3 separate regions of the Mus musculus genome follow, and all the other regions are linked to region 3. Evidence: chromatin contacts called from public HiChIP or PLAC-seq and promoter capture Hi-C data. All regions are on one chromosome and are shown on one strand. Each heading gives the region's core, a stretch centred on a gene start, on an enhancer-like site or on the middle of the called end of the contact. The rest is flanking DNA. Distances are from core to core; before and after follow the strand shown. Region 1 holds the start of Tnfaip8l2 (tumor necrosis factor, alpha-induced protein 8-like 2). Region 2 has its middle 12 kb from the start of Psmd4. Region 3 holds the start of Mtmr11 (myotubularin related protein 11).

Region 1 (4,370 bases), core at 1,458-3,957, 1.0 Mb before region 3:
CCACCTTCCTGCGTGTGGCCTTTAGTGTCCCCTTCCTCGGGTTTGTGGAGGAGGAGGATCCCCTGGTTCTGGGCAGCCCTCCCGGGAGAAGCGGACCTGAGTTTCACTTCTTCTTCAGTCAGCTGTTTCCTTTACTGGAACTGGATGGGAGCGAGAGCCGCCTCACTCAGTTCAGCCTTGCTTTGCCCCAGCAGTAGTTTGGGGGTGGGGGTGGCCTCAGTGTCTATAGCACTCTTGGGAGAGAGTGAAGCCAGGGGATCGAGAAGCATTGGTGCAGGGTTAGAGAGCCCGATGTGTCATTTCCCAGTCAGTCATTTTGCCAAAGTCCAGTGTGCTGAGCTCCGGAGCTTCAGAGCTTGCCCTCGTCCAGCAGCTTCCGGAGCCCATCACAGATCTTGCCAAGGTGCTGAGTGAAGTCAGGCCCATAGAGGGCAGCCAGCAGGTCGGGGTCAGAGTAGTGATCAAACACGTGCCTGATGCGGTCATGTGACTTGGGTGTGAGGTGGTGCTCCACCAGCTCCAGCAGAATGTCCCGGCACTCGACGAGCAGACCTGCTAGCACGGCAGCCTCAAAGGTGAAGTCCACCTCACCGAAGCTAAGTGCGGTCATGGCGCCCTGCCGTAGCTTCTGACGAAATCGTGTAGCCAGAGCCAGCTCCCCAGGGCCAAAGCAGCCACTGCGGTGCAGCACAGCCACTTTAACCGCTACCTTGATGAGGTCTTTGATCACCCGCTGTGCCTTGGGCCGGCTGTGCGTGTATTCTTTGGACACGCGGTAAAGCTCGTCTAGCACCTCGCTGCTGGTCTCGTCGATAAAGAGATGCGCCACGGACCGACCAGCCATTTTACTCAGCAGCTTCTTCTCCGCTTGTAGTGCCAGACTCTTTGAGCTGAAGGACTCCATGGTGCTTGCGGTCGGTGTGTGATCAGTCACTGGAAGAGGCAACCGGCTAAATGAGAGAAAAGGAGAGAAATGGCTTTTCCTCATCTTCACCGCTCTGCCTGCTTTGTCTTCCCACTCCCCTGGGCCCCTCCATCCTGTAGGCTTTGCTTCTGCTTTTTCCCTTCCGTGCTGTAAACAAGACATTTGTGTCTCCAAAACAGCCGCGAGGAGCAGGGAGAGCCTGGCTGGAGGAGTGTGGGCATGGCTGGAGTCAGGGCAGTGGGCTATGCGGCGGCCGACCGACAGGGAATTTGCACAGCGCCCCTCTGTTTCCAGGCTTGAGATCCAAAGCTCATGTCAGTGGGGGTACCATAAAGTCTTAAAAGAAGTGAGAGATATAGGGTCTCCAGAATCTTAAATAGAACACTTGGCTTTTTTTTTTTTAAAGAACCTACTGTGTGCCAAGTGTTTGATATTAACTGTCTTGGTTTACCAACTTCATATGGGTGACAAGCCCTGTTTTACAGAGAGAAATCTCAGACTGAAGGACTCTTTTTTGTTGTTTTTGTTTTTTCAAGACAAAAGTTTCTCTGTATAACCCTGGCTGTCCTAGAACTCGCTCTGTAGACCAGGGTGGCCTTGAACTGAGATCTGCCTGCCTCTGCCTCCTAAGTGATGGGATTAAAGGCATGTGCCACCACCTCTGGGCAAAGCTAAGAGATCTTAAGCAACTTGGCCTAGTAAGTATGAAAACAGGCTTCAAGGAGTGGGACAACACTCTCAGACAACAGATGCTCACAGTCACCTATAACTTTAGCTCCAGGGAGACCCAACACCTCTGGCCTCTACTCACACATATACATAATAAATAACAGACACAAATTATGAGAAAAAATAGGCTACAAGTCAAATAACCCCTCCACATTCGCCCTCCAACAAGGAGGGCGCTCTTTTGAAGGGTGGCTGCGGCAGCAGGTAGTGGTCTCAGGCTGGCTAGGCTGAGCAGAGCGAGGCCTTCTTGGTGGTATATCCTGTGCCTACGGACAGGGTCTTCTCACCATGGGCCTTGACTGTGCTTCTTCTGGTTGTTTTGCTTCTTACTTCCCCCTCCCCGGCTCTGCAGGATGTGGCTGTGACCGCAATGAAGGAGCAACCTCACCCTCTCCCTCAAATGAAAATAGGAGTCCTCTCAGAGGGAGGACAGCCAGGGGGCTCTCTCCGGCAGCCGAATCACTCCAATGGGAACCTGCCATCTTGATTTGTTTCTGCCTTGCCCTGTGGATCTTTCACACTGGAGATGATTTTTCTATAGGGGCCCGCTTTCCTTCCCTACCTGCCCTCCTCTTACCCAGCTCTCTATTGCTCCCTTTGCCATCTCCAACTAGGTCCCCAGTCCTCCCAGGGTAGCTATGTCACTCGCTCTTTTTGTCCCAGCCTCTACGTGACCCTCATGAATCTCTAGCCTAGCAAAGGTTTCTTTCACTTTGCGTCACTGTACTTCCATGTCCGAAGATACTGTAGATCTCTAAATCTCTAGTCGTTACCCCATGTGCATCTCTGTCCCTCAGCTCTAGACTCAGCCACCATCCCAAGCCAGGTCTCACTCTCAGACAGCCTTGCCCCATCCACTAAATACACTAAAATGGTTCTGGGGAGAGAGGGGGAGACCCAAGAATTCTACAAGCGAGAGTTTCACAAGACAGAAAGAAAGGTGAAGGTGAAAGGGTCAGGATATCCTGTCAGTGTCACCCCGAAACCCACCCTCTGTCATTGCCAGACTCTCACCTGCCGTGTGCTGGGTGCCAGTCTGGCCTTGGATGTTTCTGAGAGCTCACAGAATGGAGAAGCTCCTAAGAGGCCCTTTGGTCTAGCCCCACCCCAGGCCCCGCCTATCTACTCTCCACCTCCGGTTCATCATCACTGTCACCAAGAAGTCCAGTGTCCCAAGAGCCACCTAGAAATAAGACAAAGGTCAAAAGGAATGGAATTCTGTAGGAAGCACCAACTCTGAAGTGGCAAGGACGGATTTACACACCTCCACCTAATAAAAGGTCTGCTTCTTTCTTGCTGCCTAATATTTTTGTGGTACTGAAAACCGTGCAGAGTCCAGATTTTAATGTGAGAGACAGTGAGGGAAGTACTGAAAGATCATCGAGTGGTGTAGTAGAACAGCATTATACAAGCATCTTCAGGCCCTAGAAGGTAAGATTGGCACAGACTGCCCCAGCCAGAGCAGGCAGGAGGTAGGTGCCAAGGTTAGGGCTGCTGAGCCATGCGTGACCAGCAGGTGTCAGCATCGAGCCAAAACGCTGGAGTACAGAGCTTAATAGCTTTAAAGGGCCTGATAAATGAGGGTAGACTCCAATGAGGCAAAACTACACCTTTAATCCCAGCATTCTGGAGGCAGAGACAATCCAATCTTTGAGTTCAAGGCCAGCCTGGTCTACAGAGTGAGCTCCAGGCCAGCCAGGGCTGCATAGTAAAATTCTTGTCTTGGAAAAACCACCCACAACTCCAGCTCCAGGAATTCCAGTGTTCTCTTCTGGCCTCCAGAGTCACCTGAATAAATCAGTACATGAACATACACTTGGGCACACACAGACACACAAATCTTTAAAGGAGTGAATTATATAGCTTTCTTCAGCACAGATTGAGAACCCAAAAAAAGGCCTTAGGATTCAGGGATTTAAAAACTGATTTGGGGGCTTCCAGAGACTGGAGTCAGCGACTCCATGGCTCAGTGACTCACTGATCTTCCAGATGTTCTGACTTTTATTCCCAGCACCTATATCTGGTGGTTCATAACCACTAGTTAGTTCCAGTGGATCTAATACCTTCTGGTCTCCTTGGATACCTACACACATGTAGAATACACATACATACAAACAATAAAAGTCTTTAAAAACATATTTAGTGTGTGCATGTGTGTAGACCAGAGAACAATTTATTTATTTATTTATTTCTCTCTCTCTTTCTTTCTTTCTTTCTTTCGGTTTTTTGAGACAGGGTTTCTCTGTATAGCCCTGACTGTCCTACTGTCCTGGAACTCACTCTGTAGACTAGGCTGGCCTCAAACTCAGAAATCTGCCTGCCTCTGCCTCCCAAGGGCTGGGATTAAAGGTGTGTGCCACCACGCCGGGCTTCAGAGAACAATTTCTGATGTCATCTTCAGGAACCTGGTCTGGTTCACTTTCTTTGAGGCATAGTTTCACTGGCCTGTCTCAGAGTTTCTATTGCCATGATGAACCACCATTCTTGGGGAGGAAAGGGTTTATTTTGCTTACACTTCCGTATTATAATCCATCATTGAAGGAAGTCAGGGCAGGAATTGGTGCAAAGGTCATAGAAGACAATGTTTATCACATTACTTTCTCAGCTTCTTTTCATATGGCACCCAGGACCACCAGCCCACGTGCCCACAGTGATCTGGTCCCTCCCATATTAGCCATCAACCAAAATAAAATAAAGCACCGCACCTGTATGTGGG
Region 2 (4,437 bases), core at 987-3,486, 1.1 Mb before region 3:
TCTGGCATCTCTGACCTGGGCGAACAGCCAACTCACATTCACAGCCCTACCAAACATTGGAACATACACATAATTAAAAATAGAAATTTTGGGGCTGGTGAGATGGCTCAGTGGTTAAGAGCACTGATTACTGTTCCAGAGGTCCTGAGTTCAATTCCCAGCAACCACATGGTAGCTCACAACATCTGTAATGGAAACCGATGCCCTCTTCTGGTGTGTCTGAAGACAGCTACAGTGTACTTATATATAATAAATAAATCTTTAATCCCAGCACTCGGGAGGCAGAGGCAGGCGGATCTCTGAGTTCAAGGCCAGCCTGGTCTACAAAGTGAGTTCCAGGGCAGCCAGGGCTATACAGAGAAACCCTGTCTCGAAAAACAAAAAAAAAAAAAAAAAAATGTATAATTTTTGTTAAAGATTCTGACTGCAAATCAAAAGAGGGCACCAGATCTCATTGAAGATGGTTGTGAGTCACCACATGGTTGCTGGGATTTGAGCTCAGGACCTCTCAAAGAGCAGTGAGTGCTGTCAACCTCTGAGCCATCTCTCCAGCTCATATAAATCTTTAAGAGAGAGAAAAACAGGCTGGGTGTGGTAGCACATGTCTTTAATTCTGGCACTCAAGAAGCAGAAACAGATATCTGTAACTTCATAGACATTTGAGGCCAGCCTGGTCTACATACCTAGTTCTAGGGCATCCCAGTATGGATAATGCTTAAAAACAAACAGAACCAGACCCAAGATTTGTTTTGCAGCAATATATTGACTAGAGCTATAAGCACTACCCACCACTCACCACTAGAGGGACCCTATAATCAGAGGTTCAGCAGAAATATCATCATACCTAGACTACATCCAATACACTAGTGGATATGGTTTTTCCTTTATCCATCTCAAAGGCAAACTTGGAGTTAAAGCCAGAAAGAGATGGAGAAAGACACTAGAAAACGGAAAGGCATCCCATGCTCACGGAGTGGTAAACTTTTAGCATGGTGAAAATGACCATTCTACCTAAAGCTATTACAGATTCAGTGCAATTCCAATCAAACTCCCCACCTCATTCTTCACAGAAATGGGGGGAAAAAACTACCCTAAAATGTATATGGAATAAAAAAAAAAAAAGAAGAAACAAAAAAATGTATATGGAACCACAAGAAATCCTGGATAGCCAAAACAATCTGGAGCAAAAAGAACAATCCTGGAGGGATTGCCATTTCAGACCTTAAGATATATTACAAAGCTATAGGAAAACAAAACCAAGCCAAAAAATCATGGTATCAGCACAAATAGAGACTTGGAGACCAACGGAACAAAACTGAAGACCCAAACATGAGTACATATAGCTTCAGCCACTTAATATTTGACAAAGGCAGCAAGACATATGCTTGCGGGGGGGTGGGGGAAGCATCTTCAACAAGTGGTGAAGGGAAAACTGGCCAACATCCACAGGCATCCTATGGGTGGGTAACCTCTTCTGACCACAGGGTCCCTCTAGTGGTGAGTGGCAGGTAGTATTTACAGCTCTATTCAATTCAAACCACCTTGTGGTTCAAAGACCTAAATGTGGACAGTGAAACACTGAAACTACTGGGAGGAAACACAGCACCCTGCACGGTCTAGGTGTAGGGAAAGGCTTTCTGAATAGAACTCCTTATGTACAGTAATTAAGATCAACAACTGACAAGTGGGACCTCAAACTACAAAGCTCTGCATAGCTAATTAAACAATCAGTGATGAGGAATCCCACAGAACTGAAGAGAATCTTTGTCAGGTATACATTTAATACATTTAATAGACGAATAATGCATAGAATATACAAAAATTCAAAAAGCCAAGAGTGAAAATAATAAATGACCCTGGAACCTGAATGGAGTTCTCAAAAGGAAAAAAAAAAAAAAAAAAAAAAAAAGCAAAGCAAATAAGTTTGAGACTTCATTCTAATCAGAATGGCAAAGACCAACAAGACAATAAACGACAACAGACAACAAATGCTGGAGGGGGTGTGGGGAAAGGGGAACTCATTCACTTTTAGTGGAATTGAAAACTGGTGCAGCCACTATGGAAATCATAGGGAAAATTCTCAAAAAGATAAAAATAAATGCACCATATGCCCCAGCTGTATCACCCCTTGGCACACGCCCAAAGGCCTCGCTGACATCCTACGTCATAGATCCTTGCTGAGACCTGCTCGTGGCTGCTCTACCCACCAGAGCTGGGGAATGGAAGCAATGTAAATACCCTGCAGCAGATGAATGGCTGACCAGAGTATTGGGCGCACGCTGTGGAATGCTGCTCTGTTGGGAGCACAGAGCTCCAGGGAAAACCAGGAATGTTAAGCACATGGGACTGTTTTCTTTCTTTGAGACAAGGTTTCTCTGTTATTCTCTGATTGTCCTGGATCTTGCTCTGTAGACTAGCCTGGCCTCAAAAGCAGAGATCTACCTGCACCTGCCTCCTGAGTGCTGGGATTAAAATCAGGTGCCACCACACCCAGCTCCCGAGTTGTTTTTTCAGTGGAAAAGAAGTAAAATCTCTTTCTGCCCATCAGGCTGGAAAGAGATGACTAACACCCCCGTGATCTGTGTTAGCTCTCGGCCAAGCCATATCAAGCTCCTACAAACAGGACTGGAGGTAGCTAGTAATCTAAACGACCTCTACACTATCTGTACAACTGAGACCAGGCCACATCCTTCCTTAGGCCCTCCTAAACCAGCACAGGCAGCCTATCTCCAGACCTTATCTTCTTGGAAGAAAAGCCACACACCCTGAGTTGCCTTTGAGTAATTATGCCCTGGGGCCTGGGTTACATCAGGGAACTTTTTTCCCAATTGTACTGTTTTAAGTATGCTGGCAATAAATCCCCTGACATCAGACTTTTTAGAAGTTTCATCCAATTTAATGAAGTCAAACGGAATCAAGTATTTAATCTCACCTCTTCACCGATCATTTCACTGCTGGCTGTAATACCCGAGGGACCCCTCAACTCATGCAAAAAATGTGGGGAACACAATTCTCAGAGAAGGGTTTTCTTTAAATAGAAATTAGGGGTTCAGAAACCTCAGGCCTCCCACTAAAAAGGTTTGCACCCTTAAGTGAGAGTGGAATTAATATGAGTTCTTCTCAGTCTTCTGAGTCAAAGCATTTTGTACAATTACTGAACTATTTGTTAAGATCTTAAGGATCAGCCTGGAGAGTTGGCTCAGTGGGTTAAGAGCACCGACTGCTCTTCCAAAGGTCCCGAGTTCAAATCCCTGCAACCACATGGTGGCTCACACCCATCTGTACTGAGATCTGATGCCCTCTTCTGGTGCATCTTAAGACAGCTACAGTGCACTAAAGTAAAATAATAAATCCATGGGCATGAGCGAGCAGGGCCGACTGGTGTGAGCAGAAGTCCTAAATTCAATTCCCAACAACCAAATGAAGGCTCACAACCATCTGTACAGCTAGTGTACTTATATACCTTAAATAAATCTTTAAAAAAAACTTAGGTATCAAAATATTCAGACCAACAGTTCTGCAACTTTATACTCACAAAACTAATAAACTGAGAGCCCATGTAAATGGAGAAAAAAAATCTGTTGATCGGTGTGGTGGCGCATGCCTTTTATCCCAGCACTTGGGAGGCAGAGGCAGGCGGATTTCTGAGTTTGAGGCCAGCCTGGTCTACAGAGTGAGTTCCAGGACAGCCAGGGCTACACAGAGAAACCCTGTCTCGATAAAAACCCAAAAAAAAAAAAAAAAAAAAAAAACAAAAAAATCTGTCAACTATTTTTTTAAAAATGGAAGGAGCTGGAGAGATGGCTCAGTGGTTAAGAGCACTGACTGCTCTTCCAGAGGACCTGGGTTCAAGTCCCAGCCCCCATGTGGTGGCTCACAACTGTCTATAACTCCAGTCCCAGGGGATCTGATACGCTCTTAGGGGGAGGGTATAGGGAACTTTCAGGACAGCATTTGAAATGTATATAAAGAAAATAATAAAAAAAAAATGGAGACTCCACAGCTGCTCAGTTACCAGGCCAGCCACACGCATCCTTGGCATTCGCCCAAAAGACCTATCACTTCACAGACACTTGTGCAGCCAAGTTCAATGCTGCTCTATGCACAACAGCTAGGAAACGGACACAGCCTAAGTGTCCTTCAGCCGATGACTGTGCAGTAAAGATGTGGTGCATGCGCACTATGGAACACTATCTAGTTGTGAAGTGAAATCACCAACTTTGCAGGTAAACAGATGGAACTAAAAAAATGTCACTTTTGCGTGAGGTAACCCAGACACAGAGACAAAGGTTGCACTGTAAGCTTCTACCTCCAAACCTTCAGCTGCGACTACGTATCCTGGAGGAACTTCAGAGAGCAGGAAGAAAGAAGGGACCACTGCGTGGGTGAGAATCCGGGGAGCAACAGAAGGGAATAGCAAGGCACGTAGAAGCGATC
Region 3 (4,333 bases), core at 1,077-3,576:
AAAAAAAAAAAAAGGAGAATTGAAAAAGGGTTTCCTCATACTGCAGTTTGTAAATGATATAAATTATATCTTTTTATTTAGTTTTTAAGATGCAATTTCTAAGAGTGAGGGATGGTGTTAAGCTCCATGCTGTGCCTTAAAATAGAAGTACCTTCCCTCTCCATAGCTTTCCAAAATCCATAGACCAGTAAAGCAGAAATGACCATGGCTTTATATTGTACACTTGGGAGGTGATCCCGAGCCGAGAACAGAGCCCGTTCTCTGAGATCTTGCTCTTGCTGTTCTTCCTTTCACTCCCATGTCCAAGGTTCCAGGCACTTTATTTTTCTTTCAATAAAGGAGCATTTGGGTAATGATTGTCTATGAGTTACTCAGACACCTCTGACTGGACTGTGTCCTCTTTTTCAAAGAGGCAGTACCCAGCCACATAGCCATAGGCAAGAGGACAGAATTAGAAGCCATTATCTGCTCTGGAAACATACATACCCTGGATTCTAATATTTTCTTCTTGCCCTCAACCTGTGTGGACTGCAGGCTCAATGAGTCACACAGGCACTCGTGTCTGAATATCTTGTGGATACCCAGTCACAAGTTATTGTGTATTGCCTCCTGTGCTTAAGCTGTTTAACAAAATACTATCATGCTTCCATGTACAATTCCTGTGCCCTCTCCTTCCCTTGGCTGTGTGAGTTGGGGGTAGAGGAAGTGATAGAAGCTGTCTAAGCAGTGGGGTGGGAAGGACCTTGGCCTCTTTCTGTGTTTATAACTGGATCTGTGATTCATCCTGTGAGTCACTCAGCTCCACCTTCCTCCTCCAGCTACCCCTCCCAGCAGCCCTTGCTCCTGGCACAAACCTATAACCAGAGCGAGGGTCTGAAAATGGAAAAATCTGACACAGCTCCTTGCCTCTCTATCCCCTTTCCATCCAGTGGACATCTATCTGCATTTGTGCTGCAGGTGGTGAGAGTCTTCCTGTTAACCTAATCCTCAACTGCAGCCCCTTTGTGCTTCTGGTTAGGCGATGATCACATCACTTCTCTCCGTCCTGACCATTCCCTCTATATTCTGCTGTTCCCATACCTCAAGATATTAAAGAACAGAATGAGGCTTTCGGAGGAAAGTGGTGGGGAGAAGAAAAGTAGGTCATGGGATTTTGGCACACCTGTTCCTAAGCTGTTCCTTACTACATACTTTATTCCAGAAGCATTGAGGTGTGTGGTGGGGTGGTGGTGACCAGCAGTCTTTAGGACTTCTACAATCAGGCGTCTAGACCAGCTTGCTAGCAAGTACATACCTGTTTGTTCCAGTCTCTGCTCATGCTAGTTCACTATTTCCACAGTTGCAGCCAACAAAGAGAACTTTGGAAGCTGAGGCTGGAAGGATGTGTGCTGTGGGGAAGGGAGTGTTGAATGTCACGGCCCCCACCTAAGGATTGCTGCCTCTGTACAGACTCAAAAACAATAAAACAGCAGCTCATTAACACCTATTTTGTATTTCATTTCCTGTCTTCTCCGTGTTGAAACATGCTGCCCTCAAGCTGCCCTCCTTAGCATCTCTGTTCAGTGCCCTACAGCCCCATCTTTGCTTTTTAAATTCAGCAGGGAAGGAGGGGGAAATGTGATCCTGGAGCTGAAAAGAGTTTTCCAGTCCTTAGCTTTCAAAGTCCAGAACATGAATCATTCATTAGGAGATCTGGTGACTGGGTTGGAGGGGCGGAGTCATGTACCTGGGGCTGGGCTTTCCATAGGAATAGGTGGCTGCGGGAGTGGGGAGGTGCGCTCGCCGGGCGCAAAGGCTGGTTTAGATATACCACGATCTTTTTCTGGGTTTTCTAGCTCCCGCCCCACTGCCGAGATTTGCACACCAAAATACCTGTGCTGTGTCTGCATCCCAGACACACCAATTTCCGTCCACTCCATTCTGCCCCTGGGCCTGTCACGCTCTCCAGAAAAGGACACAAGGTTCAGTTCCCTTTATGTCCCCTTCTCAACCCGTTAGGTTGTCAGAGGAGGCTGAAAATGAACAAAATCACAAAACCCATGAATAAACGAAACCAAAATAACTGAGTTTCCTAGTGTTTCATCTCTCATTGAAAAAGTATAGAGAGCTAGCCCAAAATGTTTTCATTTAACTACTGCTCCCCTCGTCACACCCACTAATATTCACGAACAGAAAGAGACTAAAATGTGGATGTGGGTTAAGGGAATCTGGGTATCCCCAGTTCCCCCATTCCTCCCATCTTTCTTAAGCTCCTCCATTTCCTTTCTACTTTGAAAAAAAAAATTGCGTATTCTCCTTTAAGGGGCTGGGCATCTTGCCTGTTCTCTTAGAGTCACCGAAGTTTCCAAAGAGCCTCCCCTGTCTGGGCAGGACACACCTTTCAAATAAGACCCCTGGAACTGTGCTCCTGGTATCCGAAATGCCGCTACCGCTGCGTCCTCCCCAGCCTCTTTCTCCCCACCTCTAGGATTTAGCCTCTCCCCAAAAAGAGCCAGCATCTTTGAGGACTCCCACCCTTAGCTGCTCTACTCCCGGATGGAGCCAGGGAAATGTGGTGGGGGGGCCGGGGCCAGAGTTTCAACATTGCCCCCCAGAAGGAGGAGCCAGAGATGGGGGTAAGGAAAAGGAATGGGAGGGTAGCTAACAAGAGAGTGTGAATGGGATGCTGTGGAAATTAAAGGGGAAGGAAAGGATTCAGAGGAGGAGGGTGTATCTGTTTTATCAACTGTTATGGAGCTCGTCTGCCTTTTTCAGTCTCGAGTTGTCTCATTATCCATTAACCAGCCCCTCCTTGTCTTGTCTGCCAGCCGCAGTCAGTGATCTCAATTTCCCTGAGAGGAGAGGAGAGCAGAGCAGAGAAGGGGGGGGGGGGGGGGGGGAAGAACCCGAACAAATGAACTCAATGCGGGTCTCCAAAGGCAGCTACTGGAGAAATCCCAGATTCTGAGTTTAGGGGGTCCCAGATTAACTCTCTCCCCTGCTCAGCTCTCTGGACCGAAGTCTAACCCAGGGAACAGGATGCCGGAGCCCAGCAGTCATCAGCTTGGCAGCTGCCTGGCCTCTGGTTGTCTCCCAGGTAATAAAATGACCTCTCTAGATTCCTTTAAAAGTCTTCCTACCCCATCCTTTTTTGTTTTCACCAAAGATACTCCCTATTCCTTTCCTCGAAGTGTTTCTGAGACTCATTCTCCTGCCTCCTTCCTCAGAGCTTGTGGAAGGCCTGGACATTGTTCATTCTGCTTTCTCACCCCGGCTACCACTTTTCTTATTAACTATCCAAAGACCAGTGAGTGTATATGTGCCACGTTCTATGCAGGGTTTTAGAAGTTAAAAAAAAAAGTCTATTCTTTTCCTTCAATTTTACATCTAAGGATAGACGAGTAGCCACATAGAAGTGTGGGGCAGCATTGGGGATAGTTAGACCTTTGCTTCTCTTTCTCCCTTTTAGGGGAGCATATCCTAGCATGGGCACCAGGACGAAGGAAAGGGCCAGGACTAGACCTGCCTGGAACTCTGATCTGCACTAACTTTAGGGTAACCTTCCAGCCTTGTGGATGGCAGCGAAAGCAGGTGAGGTGATTAGTGTAATAGAAAAGCTTGGTGCGGTGTCCCAGCAGTTGGGGGGTGGGGCGTTGAGATGGAAGACCATGAGAGTTCCAGGCTAACCTAGGCTACATAGCAATGCTCTGTTTTTCTTGTGAATGTATCAGTAAATGGTAGAATTATTTCTATGGAAGCTGCCTTCTACGGGGGAGGGGCGGAGGCAGCAAGGCAAGACAGGGATGGCTGTCATGTCTGTAGCATCAGTCTTGTGCTTCCTTTAGGATACTCCTCTGAGTAGTGAAAATGATTTTGCCTTGATCAACATTGGTCGATTAGAGGCTGGTAAGTTTGAGGGTTTGGTAAAAGGGGCATTTGAGTCTCTACCTTCTGTTCTCAGAAGACTGAGGGCTGGGGCAGGGTGGAGTGGAGGAAATGCTCCCAGAAGATCCCACGGTCACTCTACGCTAACCCTCGACTTCAGTGAGCGGCTTGTCAAGAGTGCAGCTTCTCCGTCCTGGGTCTCAGCTTAAGTTCATTCCTGAAGAGCTTCTGCTTCATGGCCGGGACTTCCGGCTGCTTCGAGTTGGTTTTGAGGCTGGAGGGCTGGCACCTCAGGCCTTCCAGGTAAGAACCCTTTACCTAGAAAAACCCTTCTCACCTAGAAACCTCAGGGTACCCTCCATGCGCCAGGGTCTCTCACCTTTTCCCACGCCACTCCACTTAAGGAGAAGAGTGACAGTCTCATGAGGGGGAGGAGCCTGAACTCTATAGTCTGGCTCTGTTAGTTATG

The links. HiChIP or PLAC-seq counts read pairs in DNA pulled down with a chosen protein or histone mark. Capture Hi-C pulls out chosen DNA fragments and counts their contacts.
Region 1: a promoter capture Hi-C map of liver shows a contact between it and region 3, with 2.7 times the contacts expected there. The contact joins the promoter of Tnfaip8l2 here to the promoter of Mtmr11 in region 3. A contact is called at or near these places in 5 of 39 promoter capture datasets (the C10 cell line, cranial neural crest, fetal liver and 2 more), 1 of 115 datasets of contacts at active chromatin or transcription factors (astrocytes) and 2 of 9 other capture datasets (adipose tissue and liver).
Region 2: a contact with region 3 is called in an HNF4G HiChIP or PLAC-seq map of pancreatic cancer cells. The contact joins the enhancer-like site here to the promoter of Mtmr11 in region 3. A contact is called at or near these places in 1 of 115 datasets of contacts at active chromatin or transcription factors (pancreatic cancer cells) and 1 of 9 other capture datasets (adipose tissue).

What each region holds. Positions count from the first base shown.
Region 1 is chr3:95,139,647-95,144,016 of GRCm38.p6, forward strand. Tnfaip8l2 (tumor necrosis factor, alpha-induced protein 8-like 2) reads right to left here and starts at 2,708. Exons shown (of 2, transcript NM_027206.3): 1 at 2,669-2,708; 2 at 1-950. The coding sequence starts at 904. The coding sequence ends at 350.
Region 2 is chr3:95,052,400-95,056,836 of GRCm38.p6, forward strand. No RefSeq gene overlaps it. Among named protein-coding and RNA genes, the nearest start is that of Psmd4, 12 kb to the left of the region's middle. Within about 2 kb of position 2,237, at least 115 of the 459 cell types and tissues checked have an H3K27ac peak or open chromatin away from gene starts, as enhancers often do. A contact at or near this core is called in pancreatic cancer cells, where this site is marked.
Region 3 is chr3:96,159,644-96,163,976 of GRCm38.p6, forward strand. It overlaps Mtmr11 (myotubularin related protein 11), which reads left to right and starts at 2,327. Exons shown (of 17, transcript NM_181409.3): 1 at 2,327-2,615; 2 at 2,986-3,076; 3 at 3,449-3,570; 4 at 3,825-3,885; 5 at 4,025-4,167. The coding sequence starts at 2,550. Otud7b (OTU domain containing 7B) reads left to right here. Exons shown (of 12, transcript NM_001025614.1): 12 at 1-1,486.